Regions from separate parts of the Mus musculus genome. Here all the other regions are linked to region 2. A link is a contact called in public Hi-C and promoter capture Hi-C data. All regions are on one chromosome and are shown on one strand. The core of a region is the stretch at or near the end of the contact, and the rest is flanking DNA. Distances in the headings are between cores, read along the strand shown.

Region 1 (4,296 bases), core at 1,415-3,914, 98 kb after region 2:
GAAAACTGAAACAATTGAAAGTTTGAGGTCCAGCCGGGCGGTGGTGGCGCACACCTTTAATCCCAGCACTCGGGAGGCAGAGGCAGGCAGATTTTTGAGTCCGAGGCTGGTCTGGTCTACAAAGTGAGTTCCAGGACAGCCAGGGCTACACAGAGAAACCCTGTCTCGAAAAACAAACAAACAAACAAAAACAAAAAAAAACAAAAAAGAAAAAAGTTTGCAGTCTACCTGGACTACACAGTATCAGGCCAGCCTCAGACAAGCCCCTGCCACAAAAGACGAACAGGCTCCCTTGTAAGGTGATATGGAAACTACTGCCCTTTAATTTTGTTGACAACTTGACCTTGTCTTTGGAGCCCCCAGAGTCAATTTCTGTTTACAATGCACCAGCATAGCATTGTTTTAGCAACCCCACTGCAGTAAAAACAGGAGCTAGGAGAAAATAAAATGGCTCATGTTCCTTAAAGGGGGACAGTTCCTGCCATGGAGTGGCCAAAAGAGTCTTCCCCAGATGCAGAGGCTCCAATCTCAACTGTTCCGATGGGAACATGATTCCGAGCCCTTGGTGACATCCTAAGACACACTTGGTTTTCCTGTTATGATGCCAAAAACCCATTCTTGAGAAAGCCATTCACCCACAAACCCCACTTCCTGCCTTTCCCAGCCACCTGACATGGAGTGCTGACCTCTGCCCAGGAGATGCCCACTCCCTCCTCAGCATCCTTGCCTTGGGGTGGGGGTGGGGGTGGGGGTACAGAAAATTCAGAAACATAGTAAGCATCACTCACCCACACTGGCCTCCCCCATGGTATATGTCTTCCCAGAGCCTGTCTGACCATAGGCAAAGACGGTGGCATTGAAGCCCTCAAAGAAAGCCTCGAGGAGGGGCTGCACGCAAGCCTGGTACACAGCCTCTTGCCCAGTGTCCTCTCCCAGGACCACATGGAACCCAAAGTGTCGGTCCCGCCCCAGGGTGATTCGACCCCGCTCAGGCTCCACACGCAGGCAACTCTGATGACCATGCAGCAGCTCCTTGGGCAGCAATGGGCGAACTCGAAGGGCCACCCTCACGGGGGCCTCCTCAGCCCCAGGCAGCCTCTGGGCCTCCAGCCCCATCTTGAAGGACAGCAGCTACGGAATCTGCAGAGAAAAGAAAAGGCCCTTGCCACTGGCCTGTACTACAGGGGCCAGACCACATAGCTTTGGGGAGACTGACGGAGGGGTAGTCAAAGTTCAGAGCATCTGCCCAAAGGGGCACCCAACTGACACAAACCACAAAACCATAAAGCCACAGTAACTTTTCTTGACATCCTCCCCTGGCCAAAAAATAAAAAATAAAAAAAGCCCCAGCACTTGATATCTCCGGTTTTTGTGTTCCAGCTGTCCCACTCCCCCTTCTAAGTCTCTACCATTGCTCCTCCCTGAAACTGCTTGACACCTGCCCATCTTCTTCAAAGAAGCCAAAAGATCCTTCAAGACCAAATTCCTATCACTAAACTCTGCCAGTTCTTTTTTTTTTCCATTTTTTATTAGGTATTTAGCTCATTTACATTTCCAATGCTATACCAAAAGTCCCCCATACCCACCCACCCCCAACTCTGCCAGTTCTATCTCCTAAGTATCTCTCAAGATTATCAGCTACACTCCTCATCCTGTTGCCAAAACCAGTCATGCTGCTGACACCCTGAAGGGATAACTTCTGCCTGCTCCCTTTCCGAGTTTCAGTCTCCCCGACCTCTCCAACCGCGCAGTCTAGAGCATCTTTCAAAAACACAGTTGTGACAGTCTCATTTTTACACCCCACTAACAATAAAGGAAGCTTAGAACACACTCCCTACCTTCCCCATCTCCTGAATACCATGCCTTTCCTCTCAGGCCATCAACCTCTGTGTTACCATCTTCATCCACCCACGCTTGGGCTGGGCTCACCTTCCCCACAGGGCCAGGGAAGCTGCTCTGCTCTGTCCCATCACCACTACAGACAGCCCTTTGTGCTGCCCACATCAGACACTGACCACACGGATGCCAGAGCCAGAGTCTCTCTCCCCATGGAAAGCAAGAACCCTCTTTGTCTATTTCGAACTCTATCATCAGCACCCAGCACAGGGTACAATACTATCTAGCAATCCGTGAGGACCCCTCCCGCCCCCAATCTCGCCTTCTCCTTTCTCACCACATTCTTCAACCGCAGTATCCCACGCTACACTTCGTTGTTTTCGTATTTACTGTTTAGCATCTCTGCTTGTATAACCGCTCATTCATTCGGTTCTGGTTAGGTGCTGGAGCCTGGGTACACAGAGGTAACAGTGCCTGGCGGCACTCCAATCCCCAGGTAGACTCTGGAGCTGTGTGTGGTCCCGGCTTCTCCTTCCCCACAATCAAGGCTCCGAGCCTCAAAGGCGCCCTGACAACTCCACCCGCGCGATCGGCCTCTGGGAACAGGCCCTCCCGGAAAGTTTGCAAAAGTGATTACAAACGTGGACCCTCGCAGGCTGCTCCTCCTGGCCCGGCCCGCCCAGTGAGGGAGCTCGCAGTAAGCTGAGGGGCACAGATGGGGGGCTGCTCAGTCGCCTCCCGGGTGAGCCCTGTCTAGCCCTCCATCCCCTCGGGACCCACACCCACCTGCCAGAGTGCGAGCGCAGTCCCGGGACGCGCAGCCAAGCTCGGCGCCCCGACCCGGCGCGCTCCGATGCCGTCATCGGGACCCCCGCCCCCCCAAACATCCCTCCCTTCACCCGCAACCCCGCCTGCCCCGGCGCTCGGGGGCGGAGGCGCAGGCAGGGCGCCTCCAAGTCGGTCCGCAGACGGGGCTGGGCGGGCCCTCCTATGGGGGAGGGGCGGGCCTCTGCCGGGGGGCGGGCCCAGGGAAGCAGCCAGTGGCTTCTCTTCAGGTCTTAGAAAACTGGGAAATCGGCACCAGACATCTGTCTTCTCATAGACCCACTTCTTTCTTTCTGCTCCCAGGGTTAAGCCATAATCCTCATTAAAAACAAAACGTAACAACAACAAAACCACCTTCCCTAGGAAGTTTTAGTTCCTAAAACTATGTCTCATTTTAGGATTTATGAGATTCAATCGCAGTTTAGAGTCACTGTCAAGGGACACTTGTCATCCAGAGAGGCAAAGCTGGCTGTCCATCTCTTTGACTGGAAACACCATGCTTTGTTGAATTTGTAATTCAAATCTAGAATCCAAGCCAGGGTGAGTGGCCCATGCCTATAATCCCAGAACTCTGCAGAATCCTTGAGCAGCAGGGGATCAGCACCATCCTGGCTACAGAGGTGTAGCCTCTGGACAAACACAAAAATAAAAAATCTGGAAAGCAGACTGGGAGAGGCAGAGTGGGGCATTTGCCTAGCATGAGGGAAGTCTTGTTTTTTTATCCCAAGTACCACGAATAACCACCACCATCCCAGAATACATATTTATCACTTAAAACACCACTAAAGAAAAACAAATTTTGATAGATGTATTCAGATGACTGCCTGCTATAGAGGCAGCATAATTAAAGGCTGCAGAAATGTCCAGTTCTCCCAGATCTATATGAGAAAACACTCAGCCCCATACAGTAGAATCACAGCCTGAAGTGAGGCCAATGATGAGGCCATGTGGTGTCTCATTGGTAAGATAAGCAGGGGCCGGGGGTCCCTGATAGGCATATTCTCTCCCTTGGTGACACAGATACAGGCCAGATTAGACCAGATTAAAAGTAGATACAGGCAGGTTTATTAGGAGGCAGATCTCTGGTGGGTTCACCGATCTCACAGGTGGAGGTCAGTGACGTCACACATCCGCTAAAGCAAGGGGCTTTTATAGAGTTTAGGTGAGGAGTGCCAGCAAGGAGCTGGGGTGATGTTCACACATGGTCAAAAACTGAGCCCCTGGGTGGGCACTCTTGGGTGGGTTGCTGGCAACGGGGAGCCCAAGAGTGATAAAGTGATGATGTGTTAGCCAGACATTTTCTCTGGGAGGGCAGAGTTGGAGGAAAGGAGGGCAGATGGGTTTCCCAACTTGTGCAGGGCACGGGCAGGAGTTCCAGACTAACAATCCCCAGCAGGTTGAGTCAGGGGCAACAACAGTGCCTGCTCTCCCACATGTATGATCTGTCATCTACAGACACTAAGTACCCAGAGGAGTGAGGGAGCATCACCACGTGGTGTGGCATGCTCTTGGGATCAAGTGATCTGTCCCTAGGTTCTTTCCTTCACTTCCTGTATGTCACGTGCTCTGCTCATCCCTGAGCTAAGCTCCGACAGGGTGATGGCCCTATAGGGCCTCAGGAGATGACAGACTGAG
Region 2 (4,078 bases), core at 1,482-3,981:
AGGCCAAGGTTACCTCCCACTTCCTGCTTGCATGCAAGTGCTCCCCCATATCTGTAGGAATTAGTGACAAGGGCAACTGGGGGGCGGGTGCATCCTTGGTGGTTAGGGCTCTCAGAGAAGAGAGCATGCTCCTCCTTCTCTCAGGCCATTCTGAGCCTCTTACCCCACTTCCCAGGCTTCCCTTTCAGAGGTCCCTTGGCTGCCCTGCCCCCTCCGCAGCAACCAGAACTCCCCAGTGTCAGAGACTGGCTGTCTGCTCAGAGCACCAGCATCAGCACCACTGGCCTTGGGTGGTATGAGAAGCAGAGCTGTGTTCCCAATAAATCTAGGAGTCCTTGAGGACCAGAGACCCAGGGTGCACAACTTGTTAGTTCAGAGGGACCAGAAACCCTAATTCACGGGGACGGTCAGGGTTTATGTCTTGGTCCTGACTCATTGCTGCCAGCATCCCTTGGTCATGTCAATAAATGCTAATGGAGTGACAGAAAAGAAGACAAGTGGCTACGATGGAGGGACAGGATAGGAGCTGGGGAGACTGAAGACCACATCCCTTCTTAAGGGACATTAGGTTTTATAGCTTTCCATTGTGGGGTCTTGATGACTATCTACCAAAAAAGATAAAAGAACTACAAACACCTACGGAAGCCTTGCCCTTTCCTGAGGGGCTGACTCTGGTGCCCAGATGTGAGCAAAACAGCTGGAGAGTCAAGAATGAATCCTGCCAGGCATGGTGGCACACACCTTTAATCCCAGCACTTGGGAGGCAGAGGCAGGCGAATTTCTGAGTTCGAGGCCAGCCTGGTCTACAAAGTGAGTTCCAGGTCAGCCAGGGCTACATAGAGAAACCCTGTCTTGGAAAACCAAAAAAAAAAAAAAAAAAAGAAGAATACTAAGCTCGCCTGCTTCCCCGCTCGCTTACCAGGTCCTCACCCAGAAGGGGAAAGTTTGGCAACATGAAAAGCGGGTTTGCACTATGGATTCTGAAACTACAGATGCCGAGACCTCTTTTGAAACACACAGCCCTGAATTGAGCCCCTTTATTTCCAGAAACAGAGAATGCTCCGCTGCTGAGCATACAAGCCACAGAGGGAACAAAGGTTGATATAGGCAGCTGCTGGAGAGAAAACCTTCAGAGTTCCCTCAAAAAAAAATTCAATGGCCCATGACTGCATGAGCACCAACTGGTAGAGGAATTGTCATTGGCTGCTAGTGGACAAAGTGGAAACTCTCAGAAAGCACAAGGGCAATGACTGGGTCCTGGGCTGGGAGTCCAAGGTTAGGCTGCCTGGAGTGACCTTGGGCTGCTCATAAGCTCCCAGAGATGCCTAAAGTCTTAAGGTGCCTGTGTGTAGTGCTCTTGTGATTGACTGCTTTGTTGTAAAGTGAGGATTGCTCCCAGTCCTGTCCCTCACACCCCTCCTCACACCATCACCCCATAGAGAAGGAAGTTAAGGTTCATTTTGATTGGCACCGGCCTGAGACCGCCCACCCTGAAGCAGCAGAGCCACGATAGAAGAGAGGTTTGTCACTTAAGGGCCATATTCTTCTTCATCGTCTTTTAAAAATCTGTTAGAGTGTTTTACCTGAATGCTTGACATGTGTGCCTGGTGCCCAGGGAGGGCAAAAGAGGGCATCAGATTCCCTGGAACTGGAGTTATAGATGGTTGTGAGCAACCATTTAAGGGCTAAGAATCAAACCCCTGGTCTTCTGGAAAAGTAGCCAATGCTCTTAACTGTTGAGCCATCTCTCCAGCCCCTACAGCCATATTCTTAGCCATAGCTTCATAGCTTCACGGATGCAGAAAAATCCCAGGAAAAGGAAGGGTGGCCACTGGCTTTTTCCCAAACCCTGGGACCTTGTGGCCCAGCACCACCTCTGGTCCCACACACAGTCTCAGTATCAGAAGTGGAGAGCTATCATGCCATCATTGTGATCCCTGACATCTATCTATATGTGAGGTGTGTGCAAGCCAGATCACCTGCTACTTAGGTGGTAAAGGTGGAATTCTGGCTTTTGACGACACCAAGTAGGCCAGGGACACAGGAGGCATCTGATGGCTGGGAGAGAGATGAAGGTTAAATAAAAAGAAGAAGAAGAAGAAGAAGAAAAAAAAAACTCAAACTAACCAAACAACAATCACAAAATCGGCCCACTTGTTTCAGGTGACTGCCTCTACCAGACTTTCAAAGTGTGAGCACATCTGACCATTTCTCCAGTGACTGGCTCAGGCTGTACCCTGGTGCAGATTCTACCCTGGGACCAGCTGGGAACTGTGGGGCATCATTGGCCCCCTCCATCTCCAGCCTGTCAGAGCCAGGGGCGGACCTAATGCGGAGCCCAGTCAGGCGCCCGCCCAACTAGCTAGGGTCTATCAGGAGACTCCTTAAGTGAATCTGCGGGCCATAGGACTTACTCGGGTAGCGATAGTAAAACTCGTTCTCAACGTCGCTGGAGATGTTCTTGCGCTTCTTCTCCAACCACCAGTGAGCATCGGCTTGGATGTCGTAGCGCACGAACACGCCAAAGAGAACCACCATGGTCACTTGCAGGATCAGGCAGGTGATGGGCAGCCGCCCCCGAAGGTTGGTGTTCCAGGCCATGCTCCGCACTGCTGGCCGCTTGCTCTGAACGCTGGGCTCCGAGACCAGGGAGACGCTTAAAGGACCGGGACACTGGGCGGGGCGGACGCGGAACAGCTGACCATGGTGCCGCCCACGCGCCTCGGGCTCTACCCAACCGGCGAGAGTCCCGCGGGGCCTCCCGAGCCCAGTACCCCTAGAAGGAAAGCTCCAGGTGATGGGAGCAGGGCAGAAGGAAGATGTAGAACGCCCCAACTTCTGCGCGTCCCGTCGATGCCTGGCCTTTCCCGCCCTGTTCGGGTGAACTGGGAGAGAGGATGCTCATCACTCATCCAGATTAGAACAAAGAATTCCCAGACTGGAATCACTATCCCCATCACCCCCCTCCCCTCATCCTTTTTAGGACACACCTTCGGTAATCTAGGCTGGTTTCAAACACTTGGCAATCCTGCCTCAAGCCTCCGACTTGAGCTACCCACCACTTAAGATCCTTTCCTTTTTCAGTTCATGAACTTTAAAGGAGATGAATGAATAGAAAGTAAAGGAAAAAGGAGAGACTGCCCCAGACCCGAGAAGCGTGGGGGGGCGGGTACAGAAAAGCATGAGGAAGAAAATGAAAACCATCAGTTCTATGCCATCTACATGCATTTAGTCTTTCAAGCCTGTCCGAGAGGGCACAGGAATGACCGTTGGAATATTATTCACATACAGCTTGTGCTACTCAACATAAATAGACATCTCCCCAACTCTTTACATCTTTATTTTATTTTATTTATGTCTTCCTTCCTTCCTTCCTTCCTTCCTTCCTTCCTTCCTTCCTTCCTTCCTCCCTTCCTTCCACAAGACAGTGGTACCCCATGCTGGCATAGTGGAGTCTGCAGAGTTCCCCACACAATGATCAATGCTCAGCCACATGTATTACCTATTGGCAAGTAAGGCTGTAAATCTGGCGCCGATGGAAGTACATGGGAAGGAATTCATGGACACATGGAAAGACCTAAGAATCCCTAAGCTTGTGCCACTGATTCCAGACACACTGTCCAACAGTAGGAACTGGCTAGAACACAAGCATCAGTTATCTTGCTTTTTTTTGTTGTTGTTTTTATTTTTTCCCAGACAGGGTTTCTCTGTGTAGCCCTGGCTGTCCTGAAACTCATTCTGTAGACCAGGCTGGCCTCAAACTCAGAAATCTGCCTGCCTCTGCCTCCCAAGTGCTGGGATTAAAGGCGTGCACCACCACTGCCCGGCTCATCTTGCTTTTAAGAAGGATGCTGGACCTGGCAAGATGACTCAGCTGGTAAAGATGCCTGCCATCAAGTCTTGAGTTAGAGCCCTCAGACCCACATGGTGGGAAGAGAGAACCAACTCCCACAAGTTGTTCCCTGGAGGCATGTGTCCACTTGCGTGCAGACACCCGTGGAAGCCAAAGGCATTTGGTCCTGGACCAGAAGTTACAGGGAGCTGTGAGGCACCGCATGTGTGTGCTGGGAACTGAATT
Region 3 (4,571 bases), core at 902-3,401, 120 kb after region 2:
TCAAACTCACAGAGATCTGTCTGCCTCTGCCTCCCAGGTGCCGGAATTAAAGGCGTTGCACCACCACCACCTGGTTTATAAATGGGTCACATGATAGAACTGTGGTCCTTTCCTCTAGACACTCTAAAATTTGGCATGGCCTTTTTGTTTTGTTTTGTTTTTTGTTTTTTGTTTTTTTTCGAGACAGGGTTTCTCTGTGTAGCCCTGGCTGTCCTGGAACTCACTTTGTAGGCCAGGCTGGCCTCGAACTCAGAAATCCACCTGCCTCTGCCTCCCAAGTGCTGGGATTAAAGGCGTGCACCACCACGCCCGGCTAGGCATGGCCTTTCTTAAAATATGACACTCCGTGTTTAAGTTGGTGGTCCGGTGAGCCTCGGCCTGTGGGGTGTAGTGGGGCCATCTCTTCTTACTCAGATGCCTCCATACTCTTATCAAAACATTTTGCTTTGTACAGCACTTGCACAATTAGATTTCAGAAAGTAGAAAAGGCCCAGTCTGTGAGTGAGAGAGTGATGCTCGTCATGGGGTGGGAAGCTGTAAGGATCCAGGGTAGATGCCTAGAGCTCTCTTAATCGGCACTGTAACTTGCTGGGGCTGCTCCCTGAGTCGGGCTCTGCTTGCGGGAGGCTGAGTTAACAGAGCCATCAAATAGACCTGCCTGGGCTCCAGGACAGAGCAGGCCACACGGATTTTAGCTTTCCATCCTGCAAGTGAGTCAGATATCAGAGGGAGAAAGGCATTCTGACTACAAGAGGAAACACCCTCTTTAACCGTCTGGAAATGGAAGAAGCCACTAATGGTTGGTTAGAAGGTTTAGCGTTTTTTGTGCTCCATTGACCCCTTTCTCATGACTTAGTACAAAGGAAGACAGTCGCCCTTAGTGCAGAGCTTAGTTAAAGCCTACTTTGGAATGAGTGTCCTCTCCTCCAGGGTCATACGCCTGAAGTTCACTCTCTGAACTGGGTCCAAATCAGAGAGGCCCTGGCAAAAGATGTCAAGGACACGTAAAAGTATCAGAATTACTCAAAATCGTGGCGAGAACTGGGCCAGAGCTAAACCCCGAACAGACTAAACTCCTAATTCATTCCCGCACATGGCAGCACAGGCTGTGTGCGGCAGAAGAGGATCAGGGGCTGAAGCCAAAGCCACAGAATGCGTGGGCTCTGTAGGACGCGCGCATCCTTCTGGGTGGTGAGCTTGTGCTTCTGGGTTTAGGACCAGGTGGCTTCTTTCCCTCTGTCTCTCCCGAGGCCCCAGCCGGCATTCCTATCCTTCTCTCCACGGTTCTTAGACCTCTATAGCTATCTCGCCCCTTCCCCCAAAACCCCTGTGAAAGGTGGCAAGGACAGAGACAGTGAGTTCAGAACCTAAGGTAGACATCTTGCTTGAAGTCTCCTGACTCTTCCTCTCTGCTCACCCCCCCACCCCCTTGGTGGCCCATTTCCCACCTCACACGAGCCCATGTCACTTACAGGGAGGTCTCCATCCAGCAGGGTTGGGCCCTTGTTCATTGACATCCTTACTCTCCACGCTGCAAAGCAGAATCCCAGATCTATCAGAAGCCCGCAGGCTTGTCTTTCACAGGCTCCCTCCCTCCCTCCCTCCCTCCCTCTCAAGGCCACCATCTAGCCATCTGGGAGCACAGCTGGCCTAGGTTGGAGGGCGAATGTTACATAGGAGAGATTGTTCCTTGGGGTCCCAACACAAGAAGTTTCCTGGTCTGCTCAAAATGAGCTCCGCATAATCTGTTCAAAATTGATGGTTTTTTTAAATTGCTCAAGAAAAATTAATGTAGGCAATTAGATAAAGATAATGAGATGAGAGAAATGGTTTAGGAAAAAATCTGTGACTGAAAGAGACTAAAGAATGAGTGTTAGGTAGAGCTTAGTCTTTTCTTCACCTTGCCAGCAAGGTTAAGCCTTCTCTCAGAGAGCTGTCTTATGGGTAAGCCACCGGTCCCTCTGTGCCCCTGGTCTCTCATTCTTCTCCTCAGGGGTCCCCCTGCAGATCTCTGCACCCCTTGGTCATTTCCCCCAGGTGCTCTTTCTCCCAGCTCCTTGCCTGTAACACCGAGAAAGCAGCTAGGTAAGGCAGACGCCCAAGGACCCCACACTCACTGCAGCAGACCGCCACCTCAGTCTCAGACAGCCCAGCTGTGGAAGGTCTCCTCCTCAGAAACACTTGCAGCCACTCCAGGGAATCTTGGGCAATGCCTCTCAGACCTCCCAGCTAGAGGAGGGCAAAGAGGAAGAGAAAGCTGGGCCGGCCCATTGCCTTAGCTGTCTGACCCAGGGTGTCCCCTGGGCTCACCCTAACTTCTATGGGGGATGTTTAGGCAATAAAGAGGTGGTTCTCAGAGCTGAAGGACTCATTTGTCAGAGCCCAGAGAAGTTCCAGAATATTTCTGGCTTTCAATGGACAGAAATTGCTTTCCATAAAGAAGCCACTGCAATGTGTGCCATTAAACTTCTAAACTCAAAGTTACATGTCATCCTATAATCTCTGGTCCCTTTCCTGAGAAGTTTCTATGGAACAATATTCAAACATTATTCCATCCTTTCTTGTTTGCTAGCAAGGATGACTATTGAGCAGCATGATTCAAACCCACACAGGGATAGGGTTCACCTTCATGTGTTAGTCTATAGCTATCAAGATCAATTACCTGCAAAAAAAAAAAAAAAAAAAAAAAAAAAAAAAAGACTAGATAGAGCAGTAAGAGTTGAGCTCTTAGTAACCAGGCTCCGCAGGAGATGTCTCATCCTCTGTAAACCCCCAGGGTTAAAGAAAACATTTTGAAGCTGGCTGTTGTGGCACGTGCCAGTAATCCCAGAACTCAGGAGGCTGAGATGGAATTGACAGTTTGAGGGTAGCCTGAGCTAAATAGCAAGCTCGTGTCTCATAAAGCTAGGGGCTGGGGGTGGAGCTCCATGCCAGAGTGCTTTCTGACCTGGCATGTGGAAAGCCCTGGTTTGATCTTCAGTACTGAGGAAAGGAAAGAGGGAGGGAGGGAGAGAGAGAGAGGGAGGGAGGGAGGGAGGGAGGGAGAGAGGGAGGGAGGGAGGGAGGGAGGGAGGGAGGGAGGGAGAGAGGGAGGGAGGGAGGGAGGGAGGGAGGGAGGGAGGGAGGGAGGGAGGGAACTTTACTTAGCCTGAGATGCCACCAGAACAAGAAGGAGGAGAACTATTTGGTTTTGTTCACTTATGTCTGGACAAGTAAAGGTGTTGACAGCTGGTTTGGTTGGTTGGTTGTTGGTTGGTTGGTTGGTTGCTGGTTGGCTGGTTGGCTGGTTGGTTGGTTTTGCCAACCAACAGCACCCAGACAGCCAAGAATTATCCGTTGCTATTCCTTCCTCAACAGGAACTCAAGCCCAAACTCAAACTTTAGTTTCTGATTAATGTTGATGGAGCACTGTGGTGCCAAGCTGTGTCTTTAGACCAACTAGAAAGGGCCTCGTAATCACAGTGAACGAGAGGACGGCAGCACGGTTAGTCCCTATTCACCAGAGTTGATGTTGTTGAGTCTACTAAGTTGTTAGTATGGGTAACAGGATGGAGAGGCACTGAGTAGGGTCACCAAAATGGCTCAGCAGGTCAAGGTGATTGCCACCAAGCCTGGCTGCAAAGTTCAATCCCTGGGTCCCAAAGAATTGAAGGAGAGAATTGACACTGGCAAGATGTCCTTTGACCTCCATATGCATGCTGTGACATTTGAGCATGTGTATAAGTGCGGGTGTGTCCAAGTGCACACGAATACACACATACACACACACACACACACACACACACACACACACACACACACGCACACACACGCACACACACCCCAAATAAATGCATAAATGCAATAAACAATAAGGATGTGAGAAAGGCTACCGATAGATCCTTGGTAGTAAATTTTATCTTCAGTATAATAAAACAGGGAACAAGATGCCAGGAAAGGGAGGGGTGTGGAACAAGGAGCTTCCAGAAGAGGTAATGAATATGTCATGCATTTGATACTTATTAATCTTGGTCTGAGCCTTTGGGCTGTAAGACAGCAGTGGGGAAGGAGGGGAGCGTGTAAAGTGGCCTCTGCCTTTGCTTCAAGGTTCAGGACGAGTAATCTGGGAGACTTGCATCTGGACACAGCCCAGGCTAAAGGGCAGCCTGCCTTCCCAGGCAGTGGCTTTGGGCCAGAGAGGATATAGGGCTCTGTGCCTGAAAGCTCTGCTGACAAAGCCGGTCCTTTGGCTGCTTCTGTACGGATTCTAGGATGTGGGTGAAAGGTGACAAGGGAAAGCGCCAGGCAGATCCTAAGGGCGAGGGTGAGAGGCGGTTCGCCAACACCACAGGGGGATGGGCAGAGGAGCTATCTCATGCTACTCCTCTCCAGGAGAGCAGAGGTCTTGACCACTCTGTGGACAGGTGGGTCCCCAAGCCAAGCAGGGCACTGAGACGTGTGCTGTGTCAGTGCTCAGCAGTGATGCACAACTGTTGGTGTGCTGCCCTGTGCTGCCCTGTAGCTGACAATGTTGGTTTCTTTAAAGAACACAGAAATAGTGTGGGAATATGTTTTCGTTTCAATCCCAGGTT

The links. A called contact is a pair of places that touch in the nucleus more often than the background predicts. Capture Hi-C pulls out chosen DNA fragments and counts their contacts.
Region 1: a Hi-C map of embryonic stem cells shows a contact between it and region 2, with 1.9 times the contacts expected there. The contact joins the promoter of Kif7 here to the promoter of Rhcg in region 2. A contact is called at or near these places in 24 of 39 promoter capture datasets (the 3T3-L1 cell line, 3T3-L1-derived adipocytes, the C10 cell line and 12 more), 8 of 15 datasets of contacts at CTCF or cohesin (the G1E-ER4 cell line, the NIH/3T3 cell line, embryonic stem cells and 5 more), 150 of 484 Hi-C or Micro-C datasets (the 63-12 cell line, the AML12 cell line, the AtT-20 cell line and 71 more), 16 of 115 datasets of contacts at active chromatin or transcription factors (Th17 cells, astrocytes, embryonic stem cells and 4 more) and 5 of 9 other capture datasets (adipose tissue, embryonic stem cells, liver and 2 more).
Region 3: a promoter capture Hi-C map of liver shows a contact between it and region 2. The contact joins the promoter of Plin1 here to the promoter of Rhcg in region 2. A contact is called at or near these places in 25 of 39 promoter capture datasets (the 3T3-L1 cell line, 3T3-L1-derived adipocytes, the C10 cell line and 14 more), 8 of 15 datasets of contacts at CTCF or cohesin (the G1E-ER4 cell line, the NIH/3T3 cell line, embryonic stem cells and 5 more), 173 of 484 Hi-C or Micro-C datasets (the 63-12 cell line, the AML12 cell line, the AtT-20 cell line and 82 more), 17 of 115 datasets of contacts at active chromatin or transcription factors (Th17 cells, astrocytes, bone marrow-derived dendritic cells and 6 more) and 5 of 9 other capture datasets (adipose tissue, embryonic stem cells, liver and 2 more).

What each region holds. Positions count from the first base shown.
Region 1 is chr7:79,713,043-79,717,338 of GRCm38.p6, forward strand. Kif7 (kinesin family member 7) reads right to left here and starts at 2,665. Exons shown (of 19, transcript NM_001291222.2): 1 at 2,623-2,665; 2 at 789-1,140. The coding sequence starts at 1,116.
Region 2 is chr7:79,614,926-79,619,003 of GRCm38.p6, forward strand. Rhcg (Rhesus blood group-associated C glycoprotein) reads right to left here and starts at 2,732. Exons shown (of 11, transcript NM_019799.3): 1 at 2,415-2,732. The coding sequence starts at 2,601.
Region 3 is chr7:79,730,625-79,735,195 of GRCm38.p6, forward strand. It overlaps Plin1 (perilipin 1), which reads right to left and starts at 2,152. Exons shown (of 9, transcript NM_001113471.1): 1 at 2,118-2,152; 2 at 1,473-1,531. The coding sequence starts at 1,517.